3 separate regions of the Mus musculus genome follow, and all the other regions are linked to region 1. Evidence: chromatin contacts called from public promoter capture Hi-C data. All regions are on one chromosome and are shown on one strand. The core of a region is the stretch at or near the end of the contact, and the rest is flanking DNA. Distances in the headings are between cores, read along the strand shown. Region 1 overlaps Rad54b (RAD54 homolog B (S. cerevisiae)). Region 2 has its middle 5.3 kb from the start of Gm46844. Region 3 overlaps Tmem67 (transmembrane protein 67).

What was found. Promoter capture Hi-C pulls out the DNA fragments that hold promoters and counts their contacts.
Region 2: a contact with region 1 is called in a promoter capture Hi-C map of liver, with 3 times the contacts expected there. The contact joins two enhancer-like sites. A contact is called at or near these places in 11 of 39 promoter capture datasets (the C10 cell line, the HPC-7 cell line, cranial neural crest and 7 more), 2 of 15 datasets of contacts at CTCF or cohesin (large pre-B cells and pro-B cells), 21 of 484 Hi-C or Micro-C datasets (B cells, LSK cells, the Patski cell line and 12 more), 4 of 115 datasets of contacts at active chromatin or transcription factors (embryonic stem cells, heart atrium, microglia and 1 more) and 3 of 9 other capture datasets (adipose tissue, embryonic stem cells and liver).
Region 3: a contact with region 1 is called in a promoter capture Hi-C map of liver. The contact joins two enhancer-like sites. A contact is called at or near these places in 9 of 39 promoter capture datasets (the C10 cell line, the HPC-7 cell line, cranial neural crest and 6 more), 1 of 15 datasets of contacts at CTCF or cohesin (CD8 T cells), 1 of 484 Hi-C or Micro-C datasets (cortical neurons), 1 of 115 datasets of contacts at active chromatin or transcription factors (fibro-adipogenic progenitors) and 1 of 9 other capture datasets (embryonic stem cells).

Annotation. Positions count from the first base shown.
Region 1 is chr4:11,606,928-11,611,389 of GRCm38.p6, forward strand. Rad54b (RAD54 homolog B (S. cerevisiae)) reads left to right here. Exons shown (of 15, transcript NM_001039556.3): 11 at 2,367-2,542; 12 at 3,377-3,638. Gm11832 (predicted gene 11832) reads right to left here. Exons shown (of 3, transcript NR_166636.1): 3 at 4,211-4,455. Among named protein-coding and RNA genes, the nearest start is that of Gm11832, 5.9 kb to the right of the region's middle. Within about 2 kb of position 2,519, at least 33 of the 459 cell types and tissues checked have an H3K27ac peak or open chromatin away from gene starts, as enhancers often do. A contact at or near this core is called in liver, where this site is marked.
Region 2 is chr4:12,006,657-12,010,688 of GRCm38.p6, forward strand. No RefSeq gene overlaps it. Among named protein-coding and RNA genes, the nearest start is that of Gm46844, 5.3 kb to the right of the region's middle. Within about 2 kb of position 1,410, at least 151 of the 459 cell types and tissues checked have an H3K27ac peak or open chromatin away from gene starts, as enhancers often do. A contact at or near this core is called in liver, where this site is marked.
Region 3 is chr4:12,061,937-12,066,259 of GRCm38.p6, forward strand. It overlaps Tmem67 (transmembrane protein 67), which reads right to left. Exons shown (of 28, transcript NM_177861.5): 12 at 1,738-1,894; 13 at 1,099-1,222. Among named protein-coding and RNA genes, the nearest start is that of Gm52723, 17 kb to the left of the region's middle. Within about 2 kb of position 1,670, at least 1 of the 459 cell types and tissues checked has an H3K27ac peak or open chromatin away from gene starts, as enhancers often do. A contact at or near this core is called in liver, where this site is marked.

The sequences.
Region 1 (4,462 bases), core at 1,269-3,768:
GTTTTGTGTAGGTTAGTATTATCTTACTGGGTTCTTTAACGAATCCCCCGCTTCAGACTTCAGAATAACCAGGACAGGAAGTACCTTCCACTGTGCTTAGCTTCTGTTCCTAGTTTTGTGGTACACGACTTTAATCTCAATACTCGGGAGGTAGAGGCAGAGGCAGAGGCAGGCAAGACTCTGAATTTTAGGCCAGCCTGGTCTATAGAATAAGTTCCAAGACAGCCTGGGCTAAACTGAGAAACTCAGAAAGGCGGGAGGGTTGGGGGGATCAAACAAACAAAATAGGGATTCAGAGATATTTATGTGTAGCCTTTTTCTTGAACATTTCCCAAATTATATTCTGTCTATAGGTGTGAGTTTGAATGATGACATAGTTGAGTCAGCTGTTTGCATATTTAATATCATAAAGCAGTCTGTGGCATGGTAAGGAGTTTTGAGATTAGAACTGCTATCAGCTCCTTAAATTGGACCTGTTGTTCTTCTGAGAGCGTCTCCTGCAGCTCAGCTTGGCCGTGATGTCCATATGCAGCTGAGCCTGACCCTGGGTTCCGATTCTACTTTCCTGACTTGCCAGCAGCTAGGATTGTAGGTGTGCACAACAGTTCCCAGGTCTAATGCTTTAACTTTTGGCAAAGTTTGTACTTAAGCTGTATCTATAAGCATTGGTTGTCTTGTCTGGAATGCAGAGCTAACAATGACATCGTTGTTTAACAAGAAATGATGGGAAGAACCTAGTAATTCTTCCATGCCTAGTTAAAGAAATTGCACAGTAACCGTTAATGATATTTCCCTGCTCATCATGGAAAACTTGTATTCAATTATTTAGACAGTAAAACCAAAATATGCTCACAAATAACCTTCCCAAACAAAAGCTGTGGGTGCTAACTTATATATGAGATCATTAATTATAATAGAGTGTTGGGACAAAGTTCTCCAAGTTTATCCTATAGTGGATCCTATTTACTTAGTTTATTATGGGAGTGAGCTTTGTGTAACTACAGAAAGCTGGATTATAACAATTTATTAAGCAACTTTTAAAGAAACAGGTTCTATATACAGTGGTAACAATTAAACCCTTTGGGCATGAAGTTCTACAGATATTTAATCAAGTGACTTTACCTAGGCATTGTTTTTTCCTTGTTGAAAGCCAAATTACAATTAAATATGTACCCAGAAAGGTTTGTCCAGTACTACTAAAAAAGGAATATAAGGGGAGTTTAAAATGTAGTTAGCTGCTCAGGTAAATAAGGTCAAAGATGAATATAGTGTGCATAAAAACCAAACCAAAACAAACCTGTCCAGTAGTGTTGGCTCATGCCTTTAATTTCAGCACTCAAGAAGCAGAGACAGGTGATCTCTGAGTTCAAGGCCAGTTTAGACTTCATAGAGAGCTGCAGGCCAGCCTGGTGTCTAGGGTGAGACTCTGAAAGAGGAAAGGGCTCTGAATGAGTCGATGATTTTTGCATCAGGCCCCCAGTTCTTTTTCGACCTGAGATAACAGCAGAAAAGGAAGAAGTCTTTCAGGCAGGCAGTGCTGTAGGTTAACAAAGTTCCAGAAAAGGAGAGGATCCTTCAACTTGGGAGAGGAGAGAGACTCGCCAGTCCTGACCATTTACCCCAACAGGGGTTGTCATCAGGGTCACTCTAAATTCATCTATTTCTATGTCAACTAGGCATTTTAAAGAAAGAATTTCAGAGGTGCCTATAATCATTTTGGAATAAAAGTAATTGGAGTTAAAATGGGGACCCTGGGTTCAATATCCAGCATATCCCTCCACCACAAATTCTAGTTATATAAGCACACTGTGTTATAAGATTTCTCTAGTAGCCTTTTGATGACATCATTACTTCTTATGAAGAAACTGATATGACTTATGACTCAGGCAACTTGTCTAGTTTTGGTTTGTCATCTGGAAAATGTAATGAGCCACTTACAAATCAAGAGAAAAAGTAGTAGGAGAGGAGACAGTGAAAAGGAGAGAGAGTATTGATGAGGATGCCAGGGAGTGAGGGTATTGATAGGAAGTGCCAGGGAGTGAGGGTATTGATAGGGAGTGACAGGGAGTGAGGGTATTGATAGGGAGTGACAGGGAGTGAGGGTATTGATAGGGGAGTGCCAGGGAGTTAGGGTATTGATAGGGAGTGATAGGGGAGTGACAGGAAGTGAGGATATTGATAGGGGAGTGACAGGGCTTTGGAAAGGCCTATGAACTGTGCAGGGAGCATGGGACTGCTTGAAAAGTGGTAATTGTGACCTACAAAGATTTCCTTCACAGTTGGCTTGGAAGTAAATCCCCTGTAAGTTTTGCTCCTTACTTATTAAAACAGTAAATGTGAACGCATATTAACTCATATTTGAACAGGGCAAAGAATTTAGCTCAAGTTGTGAGGAAAATGAAGAAAGAAATCTATGCCAAGGCTTGCTGTCTGTGTTCCCTGCTGGCTACAACCCTCTGCAGTTCTCTGAGGAAGAGTCAGGAAAACTACAGGTGTTAGTCAAGCTCCTGGCAGTGATCCATGAACTTCGTCCCACTGAGAAGTAAGCCAGCGTCTAGCCATTCTGCTGCCGTCTGTCCCTGCCCTGCCTCCACAGTCTCTCGGGGACTTAGGGCCTTTGCTTTACTTTCTCCAAAGAATCAATTTTTGCAAGTCCTCTAGTCACATGGAGGTGAGACCTGGGCTTCTGTGTACTGATGCTCTACAGTCTTTGCTTCTGAGGAGCCTCAGTGAGATTTTACAGTGTTTGGGCTGGTGAGATTGCTCTGCGGTTGAGAACATACTCCTTTCCAGAGGACCTGAGTTTGGTTTCCAGAACCCATACCGGGTCCCTGCAGGGGAATCTGACATCCTCTTCTGGCCCCTGTGGGGACCTGTACTCAACATGTGTGTATGTACACACACACACACACACACACACACACACACACACACACACACACACACACGATTAACACTGAAAAGGCTGTGAGGTGTGAACACTCTGTGTTGATTGCTGCTGGAGCCCATTCTGTGTCTATTTCTTTTCCTGCTGCTCTTTTAAGGCAGCCAGCCCCTGTCTTACTTTTCTCCTTTTACTTTTGCATATAAACATTTCCTTGTTTATTTGATAGAGTTTGAAATTTTTTTTCTTGTATTTTGTTTACTGTGCTCCTTTTTAGGGTGACATCAGAGATGAGGGAGGCAAGGTCTTTGTTCTAGCATCTTAAGACTGGAAGTTTAGATAAGGACTTCAAAGGAGAAGGGAGGAGTCCCTGTGGTTAGTTGTTCAATGCTGCCACTGTGATATCAGGGTTACTATTGTCCTTCACATAGAAAACAATCCAGGCTACTGCTTTAAAACATAATGTAATGACGTTTTGTTTTTGGTTGACAGAGTGATTTTGGTATCCAACTACAGACAAACCTTGAATGTTCTAGAAGAAGTATGTAAGCGTCATGGATATGCTTGTGCAAGACTTGATGGCCAAACACCAGTCTCTCAAAGGCAGCACATTGTTGATAGTTTCAATAGTAAATACTCTACTGATTTTATTTTTTTATTAAGTTCAAAAGCTGGTGGTGTGGGACTTAATCTCATTGGAGGATCTCACTTAATTCTCTATGATATCGATTGGAACCCAGCTACTGATATCCAGGTAGGACTATGCATTAAGATGACACTATGAACGTCCAGAAGCACAGCTGTGATGATGGTGTGTTAATAGCTGTTGTGTTGGGCTCTGGTTTTGTACCCAGTGCTCTGCTGCGTGCTTTCCACTCACTGTCTGTTTAATCTTCACAGCATCTCCCATATGGATATTAGTAGCCTATGTTTTCTACATGTGGAGAGATTTGTTCTCCTTCCAGTGTGAGAATTCAAACCCAAGCTTCAGGTCACACTGTACAGCTAACTTGCAGGGTGTTCATGACCACTGGGGATGACAGTTGTGGAGCCATGATTGACTCGTGGAGGTTGCAGTAAGACTACAACATTAATTTCGTTAGGAAACTTTGTGGAGAAGACCAGGGTTTTTCAGTGTACAGACTACTCTTATGTTTTCTTAAGGTTTTAACAGATAGATTTCTACCTCAGTTGGCATTTCATTAAGGGATCCCGAGACAGCCATGGAGTTTGTGACTTACTAGGCCTCCGAGAACGGAGGAAAGCACCTGTGCTCATTCAATGTTTTACACGGACACTAAAATCAGCAAACACATAAGGCAGGGATCAGGAGGGACGAGGCACGAACTCCATCCCCTCTCCACTCAGAGCTTTATAAACAGTAGTTAATTCTCAGCACCAGTGAGGGACAGTGCCAGCTAAAGGACTTCACCCAAGGTTTGGTGTCCAGAGCTTCTGCTGCGAGCTGGTTCTGTAACATTAGTGCCTCCACGACAGCCTGATGAGTCCTTCGATCGTCTTCCCTCCAGAGGTCAGAGTCACACCACATGAAGCTGGGTGTGATGGTCAGCCTGAGGA
Region 2 (4,032 bases), core at 160-2,659, 400 kb after region 1:
TAAGTTGCTTTTGTTAGGATATTGTACCTCAGCAATAAGAAGCAAAAGTAAGATGTACCACAAACATTTTTAAACCTTGAACTATATGCCAGCCCTGTTCACTGGCTTAAGGGTCGTTTGACACCCCCCACCCCAGCATGCATTGTGGTGTATTCTCTCCCTATCTCAGACATCCTTTCTTCTGGAAAAGACTGTTCCTTGACATGCTTCCTTTTCTCACTTCCTCTTGGGAGTTACATAATTGATTCCAAGGAAGCTGGAGCCACCACAGCCTTAGCAGTACCTACTAACCAATCCATACAACCCACACCCAGCCAGTGTGATGGGATTGTGAGAGAAATCCACTCAAAAGAGATCCAGTTAGTATTGCTCTCGAAATGCTGGCATTTGGCTTGCTAACCACACACCATGCATGAAAGAGACTCCTCTCAGGGTAGACATCATGATCATGGGGAAGATCTACCTGAAGACAAGTACGGATTGACAGGTTGAAGGAAGCATCAGAGTGTGGAGGGCACCAGTGTCTGAGCCCTGAGGACATAGAAGGTGTCTGAGTGTGCGAGAAATGTGGTTCTCAGTGCAATCCAGCAATGCAGCAGCAGCTAGAGACAAATTCTCAGGCCCCACCCCAATCTTGCCTTACTAGAAACTCGGGAGCAGGCTCCAGCCACCTGTGTTCCTATGAACTGAGTAAAAGACTCCAATACTTGTTAAAGTTTGGAAGTCACAGTCTCTTTTAGTTACGTCAGCCAGTAAATCTGCTTACGAGCATAAGGCAGTTGGGTTTTTGTTTCCTGTGTCACCTGTACTTTGAACTAGCCAGACTGATGAAGCAATGACAAACACAGCTATAGTGTGTCCTTTGAGTCCCCAGGAATCTGTTTACTGGGGGGTTGGGGATGGGAATGGAGGTGCATTCTTGCCTCTGAGTGGAAATCTGGAAGAGTCCCATTCTCTTTGCCTCTTTCTTCTTTTCAAGATTTCTGCTCATTAGGACAAAATATGCATAGCATAAAATGTTATCCTGCTGCTGACGTGGGTGCACAGGTCACGAGCGTTAAACACTCACAGCGAGGTGCAGTTGGAATCATCTTTTAACCCCAAATAAACTTGGCTCCCATTAAACAGTGACTTCCCGTCGCTCTCCTCCCTGATGCCTGGAAGTCATCTTTCTCCTTTCCCTTTCTGTGTATCTAACTACCCGAGGCGCCCAGGGGTGTTATATATACATCGCTTATCCTTTTGTCAGTGACTCTGTGCATGAGACATACGTCTTCAACATTTGTCCATGTATGCATTATATACTGTGGTCTCTTGTCTGTTGGAGGCTGAAGGAGTCTGCTGTTTGCACACTCCACAGTTTGTTTATCCGTCATCCACCAGCAGATGCTCGTTTGGCTTCCAGCTCCGGGCTTCCAGGAGGACGCATGCGCACATGTCTGCTTGAGTCTATTCTCTCCCAAGCACTCTCAGCTCAGATACTTCACAAATCTACTCTCTCTACCAAAGTGATAAATGGGTTCTGCACACGGGATATTTTTCTCCTACTTTTTTCAATGTAACTCAATACCCTGTTATACAACTGAAAACACATGCTACATCCTTATTATAGTTCTTAAAGTCTGAGTCATAGCCCAACCCTCAAACAGGAAGGGAAACTCACGGGCACTTAGGAAGCACAGGGCTGGTCCCAGAAAGAGCTTTCTGAGTCTTTATCTCATAAAATAGGTGTAACAACTTTGCCAAACAAGGACTCTTATCTTTTACAGAGGAGTAAACTCAGTTTCAGGCAGGACAAATAGCATCTCTGGTCCCACAGCTCCAGATCCCAGATTAGAATCCTAACAGTTCTGTGGATCTGTAGAGCAATTACATAATCTTTTCTACCTGCTCCAATTTCATGTCCAACTGGAGAGATTAAACTAAGTTACAGAATACTGATGGTAAATTAAAAAAAAAGTTTGTAAAGGTTATTTTAATTTTATATCAACAAATGTTTGGTCTCCATGTGTATGTGCAGTACCCATGGAGGCCAGAAGAGGGCATCAGATTCCCTCTGGAACTGGAGTTGTAGATGGTTGTAAGATGTGGGGGCTGGGAACTAAACAGAAGTCCACTGTAAGAGCAGTAGTGCTCTTGGCCACTAAGCCTGCTCTCCAGCCCAGTGACCATAAATAAAAATGGGGATACTCACCCACTGGTTGGAGAGCAATCTGTGTTGGAGGTTGAACGTTCTCAGGACCTCTAAGAATCAGTGATTTTTATATCAACAGCAGTTAAGGGCAAACACATTCCTAGGGTGAGACTCCGCTGAGGAAAAGGTGGAGAGGACAGGGTTAGCATGGGCTATGTGAGGGGCAGAGATTGGCCCTTCCGAAGTAGACGGCACCTACTACAGAACACCAATCAGTTAGTTTAGAACAGAAGATTCCATGAACGTTAGACCAAGAACTGGAAGCTCACGCCTTTGGAAAGCAGCGTAGCCTTAACACTTGCATCAGGAGAAGTGTAGTCAAACCTCTGCCTTATTCTAACTGGAAATCTTGGATGAGCCATTAAAACACATGCTCCCATTGTTCCCTCATCTGTACAGAGAGCTTAATACCCACTCTGTAGCAATGTTGTGAGAAGCTGTGATATTCGATGAATACAGTGTTTGTCCCAGGCCTGACTCATGACGGCTCAGTCACAGGAGCAGCTGTTGTTGCTGTCAGTGACATGTGTATATGCAGCAGAGTGTGCCAACAGGGAAGCAGGGCACTTCCTCGTCTCAAGAGTGCTGACCCAGAGAGCACTTTAGGGAAACTTCGTGACAACAGAAGTCAGTCTGGAGTATAGACATGACATCAGTGGCAAAGGGGTCTTAGAGGTGACATTGGGGGTGACATTGTGAGAAGGGGGCTAGGGATGGTAGAAAAAGCTGGAGTAAAAAGTGAAGAGCTAAGGGAAACCAGAGCATCTGAGTAAGGCCTTAGAGAGAGGGAAAGTCTTGACAACTCCAAACTCACAGCAACTCCTCACAGAGGAGGAGCAGGCAGGAGGAGAGAGGGGGGTGAGATTTTCATGGCAACAACAGCCAAAACTAAGGCAGCAGAGCCAACAGTCTGAGGGATGGGGTGGGGGAGGCATCCCAAGGAGGTTGTCCTTCCAGAATGTTGACTTGGACAGGATGACAGGACACTGAAAAGAACACAGAGTAGTTTCCTTCATGAGCAATTGATACCAGAGACTATGAGGGGAAATCAGCACACCTGAGAGACAGACAGAGCACAGGAAGTATAGGGCAGACCTTCATAAACAGATTGAAGCACTCTTCATGTTAAACATTCCCATTGCTTCAAGCAAATAACAGCAAAAAACCAGGTGATTGTGTCTTTCATGGGGAAGTCACAGAGACCTGGATATGACAGACCTCATGTGGCCAGCCTTCATTTAACTAACCCACATGATTGTTCTGTGAGGCAAAGTGCCAAGTAGCCTGCACTTCTGGATGAAGGAGGGAGGGGGGTGTATAGAATGTTGCATTTTTCTTGTGCTGAGGAGCACTGATATTTGTCTGGATATCCATTATGTGTGAGCCATATGACAAGACATTAATACAGCACTAATTCTCATGCTAGGATGCTAGCACCCAATGAACGCTTGACTGGAAATTCTATGAACATTTCCTGGTTGCTAGGTTACTCACCAGAATATTACATTGTGTATTTCTTCACATGTTCCTGTGTATACACCACTACTTTAACCATGGTCCATTATTTTTTAAAATACAAAATAGATGAGCCATTATCATATGGTTTTGGCATTGTAGTGTGTACATGTGTGCATGAATGCACACTCACGTGCATGTGTGTGTGTGTGTGTGTGTGTGTGTGTGTGTGTGTGAGTGCACTTGTGATCAGGCATCACACATGCCTGTGTATGTATAAAGATCAAAGAACAACTTGTGGGAATTGATTCTCTTCTGCCTTTTGGATTCCACAGATGAAATTCAAACCACAAGGCCTGACTGAGCCGTGTGTGCCGCTTGTT
Region 3 (4,323 bases), core at 420-2,919, 450 kb after region 1:
TAGACTGTCTTCATGTTTTAGTAAGGACTAGAGGAGGCTCTGTATAAGCTAAGAGTTAAACCATAGTTCATTCTCATTGGTTAAAAACTTTAATACTAAAGTATACCCCAGGAGACAAGATCTAGGCTCTGAGATGTACATATGAAATAACAGAAGCACTATGAAACACACTTCAGGAACATCAGAAAGAGCTATACTACATGACACCTAAACAAAAGCAGATAAAGTGTGGATTTTCAGATAAGAAAGATGAATTTTTACCAAAACACATGTTACATTTAGTTTTGTTTCAGTATAACTTGGCAACTACAGAGTATTAGTACCATAGAGTTAGTGAGCCCAAAAAGAAAAATGCCAGCATGGCCTCACCAAGGACAAGCCTACCCTGATTAGGTTTGATTTCATCTTTATTAGGAATTCTACTCTGGCAGACTGAGCCCATGGTGAAGCACAGTGCACATGGGTGTTAACATGAAGTACGGGAAAGCTCCCACAGTGCCCAACTCATACAACTGCCATGAGACCAAACGAACAGCGAGAAAATGATGAGCACATGAAGTGCTTCCCGTGTAAAGTTAATGTGTTCACAGCATACATTACAACATGGTGGAGTGGGGGTTCAATCAAGATCTTACTATTACATGGAAAAGAGAACACAGGCTGCATGGTGGCATGCTAAGGTGGGGTATTTAGAATGAGGGGGATGCTGGCTAACCTGGGTCAATCTAGACTCAAGATTTTAGACAGAGAGCCACGGAAGGAAACGGGGTTAGAGAGGCTGAGCACACTCTTTCCTAAGCTCTTACTACAGTACCATGGCAGCCACTGATATTCCCTCCCGTCCTCTCTCAGCCTACTGTAATTCCCTAGCAATAGAGAAGCCAACAACATGAATCTGCACAAACTCCTGAGAGTGGCTGCTATCAGTTTTCTGCTTTAGCCCTTAACCTTTATTGGACTCTGCCAATCTACTCATCTTACAGGAAAGCTTAGGTGTTGCTTCAGCTCGGTTCTACCTATTGCTTCAGTCTGATAACAACTAGTAAATACCTTCCTCACATACTCCCAATTCTACTTAGTCATTAGGTAGTTTTTTACCTCAGTGAAATCTGGGTAGCAACTCGAATTACTCTTGGCTGATTTCCTAGGTCATTTTCTCGCCCACTTACTGCATCCACTAAGAAAATGCGCCGAGTCAGAAGCCACTTGCTGGAGCTACTGTCTTTCATTATTAAAAAAAAAAAGAAAAAAAGAAAAAAAGGAAAGAGTGACATTAGGAAAGCTACCTTCAAAATGCTTATGATGGCACTCACAACACTTAGTTAAGAAATCAATATTAAAACCTAGACCTTTGTTTTATGTGAGATGAGCACTAAGGGCTACTCCTGTAGGAAATTGTCAGCCATCTCTGCTCCCTGCCTAGGTCACATTTTATAGCATGGGTAACAACAAAAGAAATTAGTTTGTCCCAAAAGAGGGTCAGAAACAGGAAAAAGAAAAAAGTTTCAATTCATAATTCTACTTATTTTCCTAGGGATATACTCTCAGCAAGGGTATGATGTCTTAAAGTACTGAAAAATCAAATTAATAAATGTCCTAAAGCTACAGAGATAGCTTGATGTACCTTGTACCTTGGCTCATGTGTATAAAGTTGCACATCACCCCCGGTTTCCTGAAATGATCATATTGGTTTCCGTTATTGATTCAGCTCTGAGAAAGCAGGGGCGAATGTCTTACCTTGGTTCACAAACAGTTTGTTGTGTTGAAGATTTAGGTTTAACACTGGGATAGGCCAAAGGTAACGGTGCTGCTCTTCATCAGTGTATTCGAGGTAAACATCATAAAATACAGGGCTGCTGAAGTCAACCAGGAGTTTAGAGAGAGAGATTTCACACTAGGAAGTAAAATAAAAATAAACACACCACAAATCAAAATTAGAAAGCATGTTAAACATGTCTTTTCTTAATTTTATAAAGTGTCTTTATATTATTTGCATGTACTTTCAAGAGATTTCCAAAATATAAATTTCTAAAAGTACTACTCAAAAAAAGAAAGAAAAAAAAGGCAACCAGTAAAGAATTTTTCTGTTTTTAATCTACATGAGGAGATTGGCTTTCACTTCCAACACTAAGTACATATCAAAGAAGAGGCTTAAAACCAGTGTTGTCCTTTGGGGTGAAGAACAGGTTTTTTTCTTGTTTGTTTGTTTTTCCTGTATAATCATGTTTTGTATAATCATGCATATGACTGGCTCCCTTCATGAGGGCTAAGCTCATCTCTGACTGTTCCCTACCAGTCTATACTCATGTGTTCATACCAACCCAGTACAGTTCCTTACCATGTATGTGTTAGGCCCTCCTAGCTTCCCAACACTACAAGTGTGGGTTCTTCATAAATTCCTTGCTTACTATGTTCCATCCAACTTCTGTTCACTGTAAGCCTTGAGTATCATAGACTCTGCCATTCTTTGCCTATATAGCTAGTGTCGTTACTGAGCTATGAACTACTTTTGTGCATAACGGTCAGTTAGACTGCAGTAATTATGGCTTTACACCTAATTACCTGATGCAACTGTTTTGGAAATAACCTAATATTACTGAGTCCCATGGATGCACAGACACCAAGTTCCTCACACAATTGTTTCACGAATTGAATGGGACATCATTGAGAGAATGATGAGCACATCGCCAGAGTCTCCCTTCTTGTAGTCCACATTGTTATAAAAAGATGACAAAACACCCTATAAGTCATGTCTGATCATAAAATTCATGTTCATGGTAGAAAACTTGGAAATTATAGGATATAAACAAAAATAATCTCTGGCACAACTGTCCAATATTAATCAATAATAAAAATGTTTCTTCCAATGAATTTCTCATGAAGGCACTGTTCACTGTGGTTTTGTTCTCTGTGTATGCATATACAAGATGTTAAAATGTTTTTATATACTACCAAGGATCTTACAAATGTTAAATGGCTCATAATATTCTTTTGTACCATACTGTAATGTCAAAGTGAAAGAAAGTCATGACAGGAAGGAGAAAGGAAAGTTTGGAGATAGGGATGTGTAAGGGGAGGTTCTGATTCTAAGGTCTAGTTCCGTAATTGGGTCTTGATTTGTCAATAAAGAAGGCCGGGAGCCAATTGTTGGGCAAAACGTACAGGAGGGACATCTGGGTTCCAAGAAGAAAAGAAGAGGTGGAGAAGGAGAGAAGGGGCTTTTCTGCCATGCTTTAGAGTAAAGAAGATGCTGCAATCATGTAAGGCCTCAAGGACACCTAGGACCTGTGGCCTCTGCTACATGCGGGTGGCTAAAGATGCTTGGCAGGGCTACTTGGAGCAAGCCACTACTGGAGAGACAGAGATACTAAAACGGTAAGGGCATGTATTTCCAGGCAGGAGATATTTGCACCCAGTAATTGTGCCTAGTGGGCAAATTGTAAAGTAACAGAGCTATCTATGTGTCTTTTATCTGTGGACTCAAGGATCTTGAGTGGAAGCTGGTGGTGAGACCCTGGACCCGGAGGCAGGTAGAGAAGAGAGGCTAGGTTAGGCTTGGCAACGGCCATCCTAGAGCTAAGCCAGGTGGAACAAAAGGGAGCCAGGGAGCTGGGAGGGGCTGGTAGCACAGCAGCTCATGGGCAAAGGTGGTAGTGTGTTTTTAAAACTACACACCCTTAATCGTCAGGGAAATGCAAAGCAAAACAACCTTGAGATTCCACCTCATAGCAGTCAGAATGGCTAAGATCAAAAATTCAGGTGACAGCAGATGGTGGCAAGGATGTAGAGAAAGAGGAACACTCCTCCATTGCTGGTGGGATTGTAAGCTTGTACAACCACTCTGGAAATCAGTTTGGCAGTTCCTCAGAAAATTTGACATAGTACTACCAGCAATACCGCTCCTGGGCATATACGCAGAAGATATTCCAACTTGTAATAAGGACACATGCTCCTCCGCTATGTTCATAGCAGCCTTATTTATAATAGCCAGAAGCTGGAAAGAACCCTGTTGTCCCTCAACAAAGGAATGGATACAGAAAATGTGGTACAATTACACAATGGAGTACTACTCAGCTATTAAAAACAATGAATTTATGAAATTCTTAGGCAAATAGATGGATCTGAAGAATATCATCCTGAGTGAGGTAACCCAATCACAAAAGAACACACATGATATGCATTCACTGCTAAGTGGATATTAGCCAAGAAACTTAGAATACCCAAGATACAATTTGCAAAACACATGAAACTCAAGAAGAAGGAAGATCAAAGTGTGGATACTTTGTTCCTTCTTGGAAGGGGGAACAAAATAGCTATGGAAGG